Linked DNA regions of Zea mays: region 2 is linked to region 1. The links are chromatin contacts, called in public Hi-C maps. All regions are on one chromosome and are shown on one strand. Each heading gives the region's core, a stretch centred on a gene start, on an enhancer-like site or on the middle of the called end of the contact. The rest is flanking DNA. Distances are from core to core; before and after follow the strand shown. Region 1 holds the start of LOC100381441 (magnesium transporter3). Region 2 holds the start of LOC100279386.

The links. A called contact is a pair of places that touch in the nucleus more often than the background predicts.
Region 2: a contact with region 1 is called in a Hi-C map of ear, with 2.9 times the contacts expected there. The contact joins the promoter of LOC100279386 here to the promoter of LOC100381441 in region 1. A contact is called at or near these places in 4 of 25 Hi-C or Micro-C datasets (ear, leaf and tassel).

The regions. Positions count from the first base shown.
Region 1 is chr2:33,159,519-33,165,262 of Zm-B73-REFERENCE-NAM-5.0, reverse strand. LOC100381441 (magnesium transporter3) reads left to right here and starts at 2,907. Exons shown (of 5, transcript NM_001174280.1): 1 at 2,907-3,485; 2 at 4,186-4,314; 3 at 4,400-4,741; 4 at 4,832-4,879. The coding sequence starts at 2,925.
Region 2 is chr2:33,382,559-33,388,302 of Zm-B73-REFERENCE-NAM-5.0, reverse strand. LOC100279386 reads left to right here and starts at 2,432. Exons shown (of 4, transcript NR_158732.1): 1 at 2,432-2,653; 2 at 2,788-3,210.

The DNA.
Region 1 (5,744 bases), core at 1,658-4,157:
GATATGAATGAGGTGGTTGGGGGTATTCATAGCCCCCAACCACTTCCATAGCCGTTGGGGAAGCTACTGGCGATGGGCGCACCGGACAGTCCGGTGCGCCACCAGACATGCACTGTTCATTGTCCGGTGCACCGCCACGTCACCCAACCGTTAGGGTTCAGAGCTGGGTCGATCGTTGGAGCTTTGTCTTCTTGCGGCACCTGTCAGTCTGGTGCCACACCGGACAGTCCGGTGCCCCTTTGACTTCCTGCTCCGACTTCTGCGGTGACACCGTTTACTTTGCAGAGTCGACCGTTGGCGCAGATAGCCGTTGCTCCACTGGCTCACCGGATAGTCCAGTGAATTATAGCGGAGGGCGCCCTGTAATTCTCGAGAGTGGCTGGTTCGGAGTGTACGGCCCTGGTGCACCGGACACTGTCCGGTGGCACACCGGTCAGTCCGGTGCGCCAAATTTCAGCACACTCAAGTCCTTTTGCTCCAATAAAAATGTGTCCCTAACTTGGTTCTTTTCTTGGTTTGTGTGGAACCTTATGCACCTGTAATAGATGAATTCTAGACAAAACTAGTTAGTCCATTTGTTTGCGTTGACCATCAACCACCAAAATTACTTTATAGTAAATGGTTAACCCTATTTCCCTTTCAACTAGTCTTTTGTGTGCACTTTATCCTCACTCATGTGCACTCGAGAAGATTTCTCGATCGGTCACCCATCCAATATTGCTCTAGGCCAAACACGCTTAACCTAAAGGGTCTTTAGAGATAAGGTTCCGAAAAATAAGATGCACCTTGTTGGTATGAGTATTCTATCGATCCTATTAAGCCTTGGGCCATGATATCACAATCCACCCTATTAGAAGATTAATGTCCTTCTCGACCAACCCCAAGCCAGGAACCTCCCCTCTTGGCCACATTTGTGTGTCAAGTGTCGTCATATTCTATGCCATGTGACCACTCCGAGCCCACATGCACCATATGCCCGAACCCCTAGCCCACACACGCATATAAAACCGCAAGGATCGGCTCTGATGCCATTTGTAACACGTCGTCCACACCCGGATCGATGGTACTTACTCCTGGCAGCCCTCTAGAATTATAAAACATCCCCATGCACCAACATGAGTCATTTGTGCGTACTTTGTCCTCACTCATTTGCACCCGAGAATACTTCTCGGTCGGTCATCAATCCAAAGATTGCTCTAGGCCAAGCACGCTTAATCAAGAGGTTCTTTCGAGATAGACTTTCGAAAAAGAAGATACACCTTGTTGGTATGAGTATTCTATCAATCATATTAAACCTTGGGCTAGAATATCACAGTTGTGCCAAGCATAGGCTCTGATGGCCACCTGCTCACCTTGGCTCGCAGTAGGGACATCTGCTCCGACGTGCGTCGTCGCTCTGGTGTGGGCATCTGCGCCGATGGTTGTCGCTGCCGCACCCATGCCTCTCGTTGTCGTGCCGATGTTGTCCTCAACGAGAAACCCTCCACCTCACCATGGCTCTTAGCATGGAGGCCCATGTGTGTCGTTGGGTGGATGTGCGCGGCCATGCCGATGGCTACCGCTGTTGTGCTGAATCCTGCTACTGTCGCGCCAAGGTTGGCCCTCACGCGCCTCACCAATCTCGTGGGTTTCGTCTCCAGGTGGCTGCATCGTGAATGAGGAAGAAGAGAAGTCTGCGATAATAGATGAGATGAGAAAGAGAACGGAACTTTTTTTAATGGCAATGGCGGGTAATAACCCCATAACTTCATGAGGTTATTGAAAGAAAAAAATGGTGAAGCACCCTTTTTGTAGCTTCATGAAAAAATGAAGTTAGCCCCAACTTCATCTTTTTTGGTGAAGCGAAGTCCATAAAGCTGGGGTGTTTGGCAACACATTTTTAAGCTGAGCAGATTTTCTTGAAGTTAACCAGTCCCAAACATTCCCTTAAAGTATAGTTTTTAGAGCTGTTATGTCAATATTTATCTAGGAAACTATGTATCTATAGTGTCATCTTCATAAAACTTTCTCATCTTCCACAAAGCTCTCATATCTCTCTTCATTAAATTGCATGTCATATTATCATGTTTGATTAGATGACATATCATTTAATGAGAATGAAACTTCTATTAAGAATATCCTAATAACTACACACTTACACACTGTATAATGCTCACAGTACAATATAGTTGGTAGTTGTTAATAGCATACAATGTATAGTGTTCATAGGTATATTTGTGACGTGAGGCATGGCTACAATTACACGTGTTGACAGCAATGCCATCTTTCACGACAAATATGATGAATTAAAGTTATATTTTTCCTAAAAGGGAGGTGTACATTTTTCAGAGGAAAATGAAAATATATATACGTACGACAAACTAAATAGGGTTCACGGTCTTATAGGGGTGCTCAATCGAACGACAACATGTGCATCAAGTTGCTTTCGCCAACCATGAATTGCAGAGATATAGATACAACGCATGTTTAGTATAATTTTAACAAGATTAGTTTGATAGAGCTTTATAAGTCCTAGATTTATCAAAAACAGATTTAAATTCATTTTTTTTCTAAACGCTAGCTCTATAATTTCAAAATTTGTGGACCCGCTCGATAGAGAGAGGAAGGACCAACGGGTAGAGGAAGGGAGTAAAAAGAAGAAAAGAAAAATATAAAGAGCTGACACGTATTACGTATATTTCAGTTAGTAGTGGGATAGAGAGAGTTTGAAGTTGTGTTTAATATTTCGATAAAATTTAAATCCACGGTGATCCACTTTTTTGCGCTGGCGAAAGCTGAGCAGCCTCCACCGATTCTCTCCACCCCGGGTCCCCGGTGTCCGGGGAGATCCATGATCCCATCCTTTCCCACCACATGCTCGGCGCTTCCCTTGACACGTCACTACCGTCCCAGACCAGCCGCGTACGCCTGCCTTCGCTAACGCCATGGACCAGGGCCACCTCAAGGACAGCCTCCTCGTCCCGTCCTCCCGCGCCGCCGCGACGAATGGGCCCCACCACCGCCGCGCCACGCTCGCGCCGGGAACTGGCGCCGGAGGCCCATGTGGCGGAGCCGGCGGCGTGTCCATCGACGTCAACGGCCTGAAGCGGCGTGGCGGCGGGAGGCGCTCGTGGGTGCGCGTGGACGCGGCGACGGGCGCCGCGGAGGCCGTCGAGGTCGCCAAGCCGGCGTTGATGCGGCGGCTGGACCTGCCCGCGCGGGACCTCCGCCTCCTCGACCCCCTCTTCGTCTACCCGTCCGCCATCCTCGGCCGCGAGCGCGCCGTCGTCTGCAACCTCGAGCACCTGCGGTGCATCATCACCGCCGATGAGGCGCTCGTTCTGCGCGAACCCGACGCCGCTGGGGGCGCCGCAGCGGAGGAGGCCGTGAGGAGGTACGTCGACGAGCTGCAGCGACGCCTCGTCGACCGCGCCGACGACCTGCCTTTCGAGTTCATCGCGCTGGAGGTCGCGCTGGAGGCCGCTTGCTCCTTCCTAGACTCGCAGGTACCACTCTTATTAGGATCAGTTTATTTTGTCTTGGGTCCTAGTAGAGAGTATTAGTTGCTCTACATGTCGCGTGCACACACTGCACGGTTCGCCACCTCGAAGTGAGCTGCGACCAGTCGCGCCTACGTAATATTTTACCCTCTCACTGGGCTACTTTGTATGTCTGAGAAGCACTGTCAGTCTGCCATAATGTCCGGTTTTATTCTTCCTATCCACATTGTTCATTGAAGATGGGATTTCCTTTCAGTTTTATTATATCATATAGGTGGCACCGTGGAGTGATATGATTGTGTAGGAAGTTATCTGAGGGTGAATTAAGCTCTGACCTTGATTATCAGCTTCCTTTAAAAATTATGTTTGTCGATTATCAAATAGCCAAATTAGGCTTTATATTACTACGATCAAAACTGTAATAGTTTTTTCAGTGGTGAAATAACTGAAATTTGGTGCACCATGTATCAGCTGTTAGTTTCTGTGTTTCTTGATCTGTTGTTCATTTGTATGATTCCTGCATCTCAGATTGCTTACCAGTTACCACTACCAAATTTTACTAATAATGAAACTGTCTTAACATATTTTTAGTGAACTTATCCATACTGCACCATCAGCTTGTGTACTTTCAGTTATGTCCAATTGTTACCGATAATGATTTGGTAGATCATCAGTAAAAACAAAGTGATTGCACATTTTTTTCCAGGCTATTGAATTAGAGGCTGAAGCTTACCCATTACTAGATGAGCTGACAGCAAAAATTAGTACCCTCAACTTGGAACGAGTCCGACGCCTAAAGAGCAAGCTGGTTGCATTGACAAGGAGAGTACAGAAGGTAAAAGGATGGTCATAATGATGCTTTTGCTTGCTGTGATCCTTTAATATTTTTCTCAATATTCCAATCCATTTTTTCACTTAAGGTCAGAGATGAGATAGAGCAACTGATGGATGACGATGGTGATATGGCTGAAATGTATCTCACTGAGAAGAAGATAAGAATGGAAGCATCAATGTTAGATGACGAGGACCTTCAGGGAATTGGCAATAGTCATAATGGGTTTGGTTCATCTCTATCGGCTCCAGTTTCACCAGTTTCGACAACCCCTGCAACTCGGAGGCTTGAGAAGGAATTCAGTTTTGCCAGAAGCAGGCACAGCAGCTTCAAGAGCTCAGATAGCAGCCAGTACAATATAGAAGAACTGGAAATGTTGTTGGAGGCCTACTTTGTTGTTATCGATTACACCCTCAGCAAGTTGACTTCGGTACAAACTATGAATTGTGTATATGTTAGCTTTGTTTCTGTTTTACAGATTATTATGGTTGACAATTTTGCTACTCGCACATTTTTTCAGCTAAAGGAGTATATTGATGACACAGAAGATTTCATCAACATACAACTGGTAATTCACCCGCAAATCGATTAAATTCCCATTATGTAGATGCAGGAAGAGTTGTCTGCATGCTACTCCCGGGCAACTGTGTGAAAGCATGTAGATGATTATTCATCTCCTAATATTTAGTTAGCATGGAATATTGGATAGCATTACTAAACAAGATTGAATGCTGCATTTTGTTTTTGAGAGCAGCATGATAAGTTAGCGTGGTAATGTTAGGTGCACTATATAGCGAGACTGAATGCTTATTTTTATTTTGAGAATGACATGATAAGTTGGCTTGGAAAAGTTAGGCACACTACTTTGGGCCTGTTTGGATCCATTAACACTAAAAATTAGCAGCTAAAATCAGTACTAGTGGATCCAAACAGACCTGCTATAAAACTGCTAATTATTAGTTGAAGGACCGCTAACTATTAGTTCCATTAGCAGGTTTTGAGTTGCTAATAGTTCATATACACCTTCAACTCACTGTTCAACCACCTATTAGCAGGTGGATCCAAACAACCTCCTGCTAAAAATTAGCTAGCAAAAAAATAGCTATTAGGCAGCTAATTTTTAGTGCTAGGATCCAAACAAGCACTTAGCGAGGTTAAGTGCTCTGGATTTGTGAATATACATGGCAAGTTTCGGTGAGGCTATCTCTAGCAGCTTACCCATTCTAATACCCATATTCAAACTACACTCTACGAGCAGTGCAGTTTACAGTGCAAAACAGTGTTTTGAGTGACCATATGAGTGAACTGCTGGATACAGTCTGATATGATGATGTGACTTTGAGCCTAATCTGGGCCAGTAGCATGAGCCTCAGTTGAGCTACAACATTGCAAACGAGCTTAATGTTGGCATATAGAGAGGCTTTAGATAAGCT
Region 2 (5,744 bases), core at 1,183-3,682, 220 kb before region 1:
TGGATCGGCTTCTAATGCGGTCATTCTGATTACTGTCTCTGTCACTCTTTGTGCATGTGAATAAATATGGTTGAAAGTAAAACAGATCGTTTTCCTACTATGTTTTATACAAAATGATGATGGCGCCGGGACGGTGTGCACACGTCACTTCCGTCGGATGTAAGTTTTTTTTATTATTCCTGCCAATAAACAAACCAAAAGATGCGACCTTGGTGAATAAATAGATTAACAGTAAAGTGCTTTAGGATATTTGGATCCTCTTATATAAACTTCGGAGCTCTTTAAAACACTTTAACTTACTTTTCAACTCTTAAACTTTAGTGTAAAATGGGCTACTTGCAGGGCCGTTCCTGACTTTTTAGGGGTCTAATGCGAAATCCGATATAGAGACCTCATTCACACAAATATATATAATTATACAAATATTATTGAATATTGACGTATAAAAATTATTATGCACTGTTATGAAGTTTATAAGATAACACATATAAAATATATATAGTCAAAAAACGCTTACTTGTTATCTGATATCATTAATAATATCTTCTAACATTTTGTGATACAAAGTCATCGCTTATATCATTGAGATCAATCTCATTCAATAACTTTTTCCGATATATAGAATCGCCAAGCCATTTAACCTCTCTTGAGTTATTGTTGGTCATAAATAGTTCACAAAAATATTTCAATTTTAAAAAGCTTCTCTCTGCCTATGCAACCATCATATGTATAGTAAATAATACTCTCTTTATATCAAATAGAATTTGTTTTGCTTCTTTAGTGGATTCATCATCATCTAGTTGAATATAAACATAAAAATCAAGAGCTAAAACAAATACTATTTTGAAACGGATGGAGTATTCAATAAGTAATTGAGATATTAGTTTAATAATCTAAACAAGACTGGTAGATAGCGCAATCGCTCTTTACGTATTTGTGTCTAGAATAGATAGCTTTAACAGAAAAAGTGCTAGCGTCTAGTGGCTAGGGGCCCCTCTGTTTTTGAGGGCCCTGTGCGACCGCACCCTCCGCACGCCCTCAGATACGGCCCTGGCTACTTGCTTAAAGCATTAACTCTAAAGTACCGTTTGATTCACGAAATATAACATAAATGATAACAATAATAATTCACACTCAATTACCAGCGGTAACAAGTTTGAATAGGACAATATTATTTTTTAGTGTGATATTTGATTACGGTTGGACTTAAACAAACATAGTGTAACGTTATCAGTTACCGTTAATGTTACAAAAACCAAACAACATCTAAAGTTTAAAGTGAAGAATCAAAATAAGCCATTACTGCATTAGTCACTTTGGGCATGTACAATCTACATATAACTGTTGTCTATATGTCTATTGAAAAACATGTACAAACAATATAAATAACAAGTAATATGGTGGCTTATATGTTTACAGTTTACATAGTCTATAAATTTTTTAATTCATGTGTGAAACACGAGACAAAACAGTCATACATATAGTGGTTGCTTTACCATCTCTTTCATTAGGACATGGACCAAACGCATAAAAAACAATAGTCGAGCTTCGATAGACACCAAGGGCGTGATTCAGCATGTGCATCTTAGAGCAACTCCAGTAGTTCTCTAAAAGACTTCCTAAATCAATAATTTAGGTAGTTAACATGAAAACTATTCTCCAACAGTTCTCTAAATGAACTTTCTAAATTTAACAACTTGTCATCTAACCTTATTTTCTCTCTACATTTGGCAATCATTTAACAACTCCCTAAATAAAAATGTTGACTGTATTATATAGTTTTTATGACTTATTTTTATATGGATAAATACAAAACAAAATTACAACCTATATTTAGAGAACTATTGGAGAACTCACATTTTTTTACTCCAAAAGTCATTTAGCAACTTTTTAAATCTGTGATTTAGAAAGTTAAAATTTACATAACTATTGGAGTTGCTAAAATCCTCATTCATTTTAAGCCACGACCCGATTAAACCGATGGGTCCAATTTGATAGTCGCGCGCCACGTACTACCAGATGTGGTACCTTTAGGCCGACATACGCTTCATCTGCCATTCCTGCCTAGAAGCAACTACATAGGACAAACGTAAGGTGAAACTAAAGCCAAATTTGTTTTTTTAGTTTTTTTCTGCCACGTTTCTCTCCATAATTCTCACTGTGCTAAATGGAGATCAGCTTATTTAATCATGCTTTTTTGTTTGTACAGTTTGTGGAAAAGTGTTTTTTCGCTGACCGCTCTACCTCCGTAAATCTGAAGCACCCGCTACTATGCCGAAGTGACCTGAGCGTCCAGTCCAGGGCCGTGACGGTGGAGTGTGGACCATGTCCTATCACCTTCGCCCTCCCGTCCCCGTCCCTGTCCCACCAACCCCCAAGGCCCAACTCCACTCATCGCCACTGCGCCGAAACCCAAAGCGGGGAGGAGGAGCGGAAAAGAAAAGGAAAATGGGAGGAGCGGAAGCAAGTCCGAGCAAGTCAGAGGATCCGCCGGCCTATCTCCGCCTATAAAATGCCGTCCCACCCCCCACCTTCCTAGCAGCTGCTCTCCACCAAGAGCTGCTGGCACCACCAAACCAATCGCTGGATTTGTCCAGAGTATTTCCGGTTTCACCGCCCTAGATCTGACCCGAGACGCCGCGTCTTCGCTGAGGTTGGTCGCCGCACTTCTCCCTGTAACAATCTAGACTCTAGACTATGGTAGTGTTTTTAGCTTCGATTGTTTCTCCTGTTGGTGGGGAATTTCGTGTGGGGTGCTTATTAGCTATTCGGCGGAACGGAATACAGATGGCGATTACTGTGAGGCGGTCGACGATGGTGCGCCCGGCGCGGGAGACGCCGCGGCAGCGGCTGTGGAACTCCAACCTCGACCTCGTGGTGCCGCGCTTCCACACGCCCAGTGTCTACTTCTACCGCCGCGACGGCCCCGTGCCGGATGCGGAGGGGTTCTTCGACGGCGAGCGGATGCGGCGCGCGCTGGCAGAGGCGCTCGTGCCGTTCTATCCAATGGCGGGCCGCCTCGCGCGGGACGAGGACGGTAGGGTCGAGATCGACTGCAATGGCGAGGGAGTGCTCTTCGTCGAGGCCGACGCGCCCGATGCCTCTGTCGATGACTACGGTGACTTCGCGCCCACCATGGAGCTCAAGCGCCTCATCCCGACCGTCGATTACACCGACGACATCTCGGCCTTCTCGCTACTCGTGCTCCAGGTGAGCTTGCTCAGTTCCTAGTGTTGTTTCAATTAGACTAAGGACAGAAACCGAGGACATATAGCCTTCTGGAAGTCGTACGGCAAAATCTTCACAAACAGCACGCCAATGTTTTTGGGCACATGTATGTAGTACTCCTATTTTGTTTAATGCATGATTGGATAGCTGGGCCTTTTTTATTTGAGAGTACCTCGTGTTCTAGGTTGGTTTTATTAGCTGTAATTGTATCATTGCATAGTACTTCTACCCACCCACCTGGGCTGTCGCTGTGTTGTTCTGGGTGGGGCCTCTGTTTTGGCTGGATTTTAGTACCATAATTCTGAAGCTTCGGTTAGAACTGCTTGAGAATACTTGGCATCATATTTGATATTTCTTTTGGTGATTATGCATCGAATAAACTTGCTGCACCCGGACCAGCTAGTAGCCAATCCTATCCACAAACTGAATTGCATGTATCGGAGCAATGTCAATTATTGTGTGAAATTGCTACTTGCTAGTAGGTCAATAGGACCTATCTGGCTTCCAAGTGAGGTTGCCTGGTCAAGTTTGCAGCTTCATTTAGTCAGCATTTGTTTGATTATCTTTGGACATGCATAGACTTATTTGGATTTAATATTGATGTCTGATTGTTACTTTTAAACTAGCCCAATAGCTTAAGTTTTCCCTGTCTTAAAAGTGAATCCTTTTGCTTTGCAAAACTTTTTTATTCTTGTGAGTTGTAAACTATTCCTCTGTGACTAGGTTTCGATGAATACACCAACTTTCACTTTCAATTCTGCCTAAATTTAACTTTTCTGACCTTGCTGGCCTTCCATTGGTCCATTGTCACGTATACTATTTCATTTTATAATATTTGATTGAATAGGATGTATCACCATTTTTATATCGAATAACCTGAAGAACTTGAATTTAAATTGTAAATATTGCTCTTGTACAACCTTGAATGAAAAAGGTGTTCATTTGCTTTTTTGAACTATGGAGCATGAGTTGACTATCCCCTTACTGGCAGTTCCACTTTGCAACAAAATCAGCTCACTTTAAAACTGAGGTGAATTAATATTTGCCTGGTGTGTCCTAAGTTTGTGGACCCTGCAATTTTGTTAGTCATCAGCCTGTCGACAACTTGCTGAATAATCTTGCTTGGAATGCACATTGCATTTTGGTTGGTACAAAAATGACAGCCTGACTGGACTAATGGAGCATGTTCATGTCATAGTTTTCTCCAAAGCTTTTATTTAACAACAAGGCATAGTATTCACTATTTCATATACTTGTGAGGCCCTCTATTTTCATTCTTGATAGAACCTCTTTCTGTATTGATATAGGCTTCATCATAGTTCATAGGTGCATGCTTATTTATATGTCAGGTTGGCTTCCACTATATTGCGCATTTGAAAACTGTGTTTATATACATTGCACTGGGCAAGGCCTTCATGCCTGTGTGCTTCTGCAAACTGGTTGCTTCATGAAAACATAGGTTTTGGAACAGAGTGTGATGATACAATCCTACATATCTTACTTAGGGAAAATTGGTTCTATAGCATTGAAAGAATTGTGGCCGGAAAATACCATTGAAACATCTTAGACATGTGAAATATCATCGAAAGAATGATCCATTACCCAAAACTAGCTTTCTGTCACAATTTGGAGCTAATACTGTGGATTCACTGTTTAGCTCCTCACCGTCTCCTCATCCCAAATGCTGAGCACTAATGAACAAGCCCCTTAGGCAGAGTCCAGGTGTGCATCCTGGCCGAGCGTCCATGTGTGCTACCGAGTCAAGCATCCGTCTTGCTGTGCTCTGCGTCCACGTGCCTGAGACTGCCAGGCTCGCCCTGCACGAGCTGCCTACCCTCCAGATTGCTGCCCCAGCACGAGCTGTGTTCAGACGCTTGTATAGCTGCCTCGGCGAACTCGACAACTTCAACAACTTCCTCCTGATATAGCTGCCAATCTTGCAACGCCTATCAGCTTCAAGGTTCATGGCGACACGGGAGACCTGATAGCTTCGCATATGAGGCCGTTGGTCAATTGTTCGTTTGTATACCCCATTGGCGAAGGATCTGAAGGCTGTGAGTGTCTTGGGCTGTCATACCCTGGTGGCGTAGAGAACATGCTGGGTTTATGATGGCTAGCCTCCAGCGATTTGTTCACTGCTGGCTCCTCCCCCACATCCAGGGCACATATGGTAGCAAGAACAGGTGGCTATCCTGTATCCTCCATGCATGCATGCCATGCCTAAGAAAGAAGGGAAACAAAACAACATGATATCAACATGGCTTAAGAATGCAGAGGGAAGGAGCCATGGCGCTGGTGTCAGAGTGCTCGGAGACGAGGACTGCGAAGCTTCCCATGTGTGGCAATCAGCCAATGGTGATGACATCGTGATGGAGAGGCCCCTACGTGCAGGCGCAGATTGATGCTGGTGCCTACGTGCCCGTTCACCTGCTTCACGGCCGGATGTTCCATGCGTGCTGGCGGTGCCACCCAACCAATTATCTGTCTCTCTGTTTTCTGCGACACACACCCACACC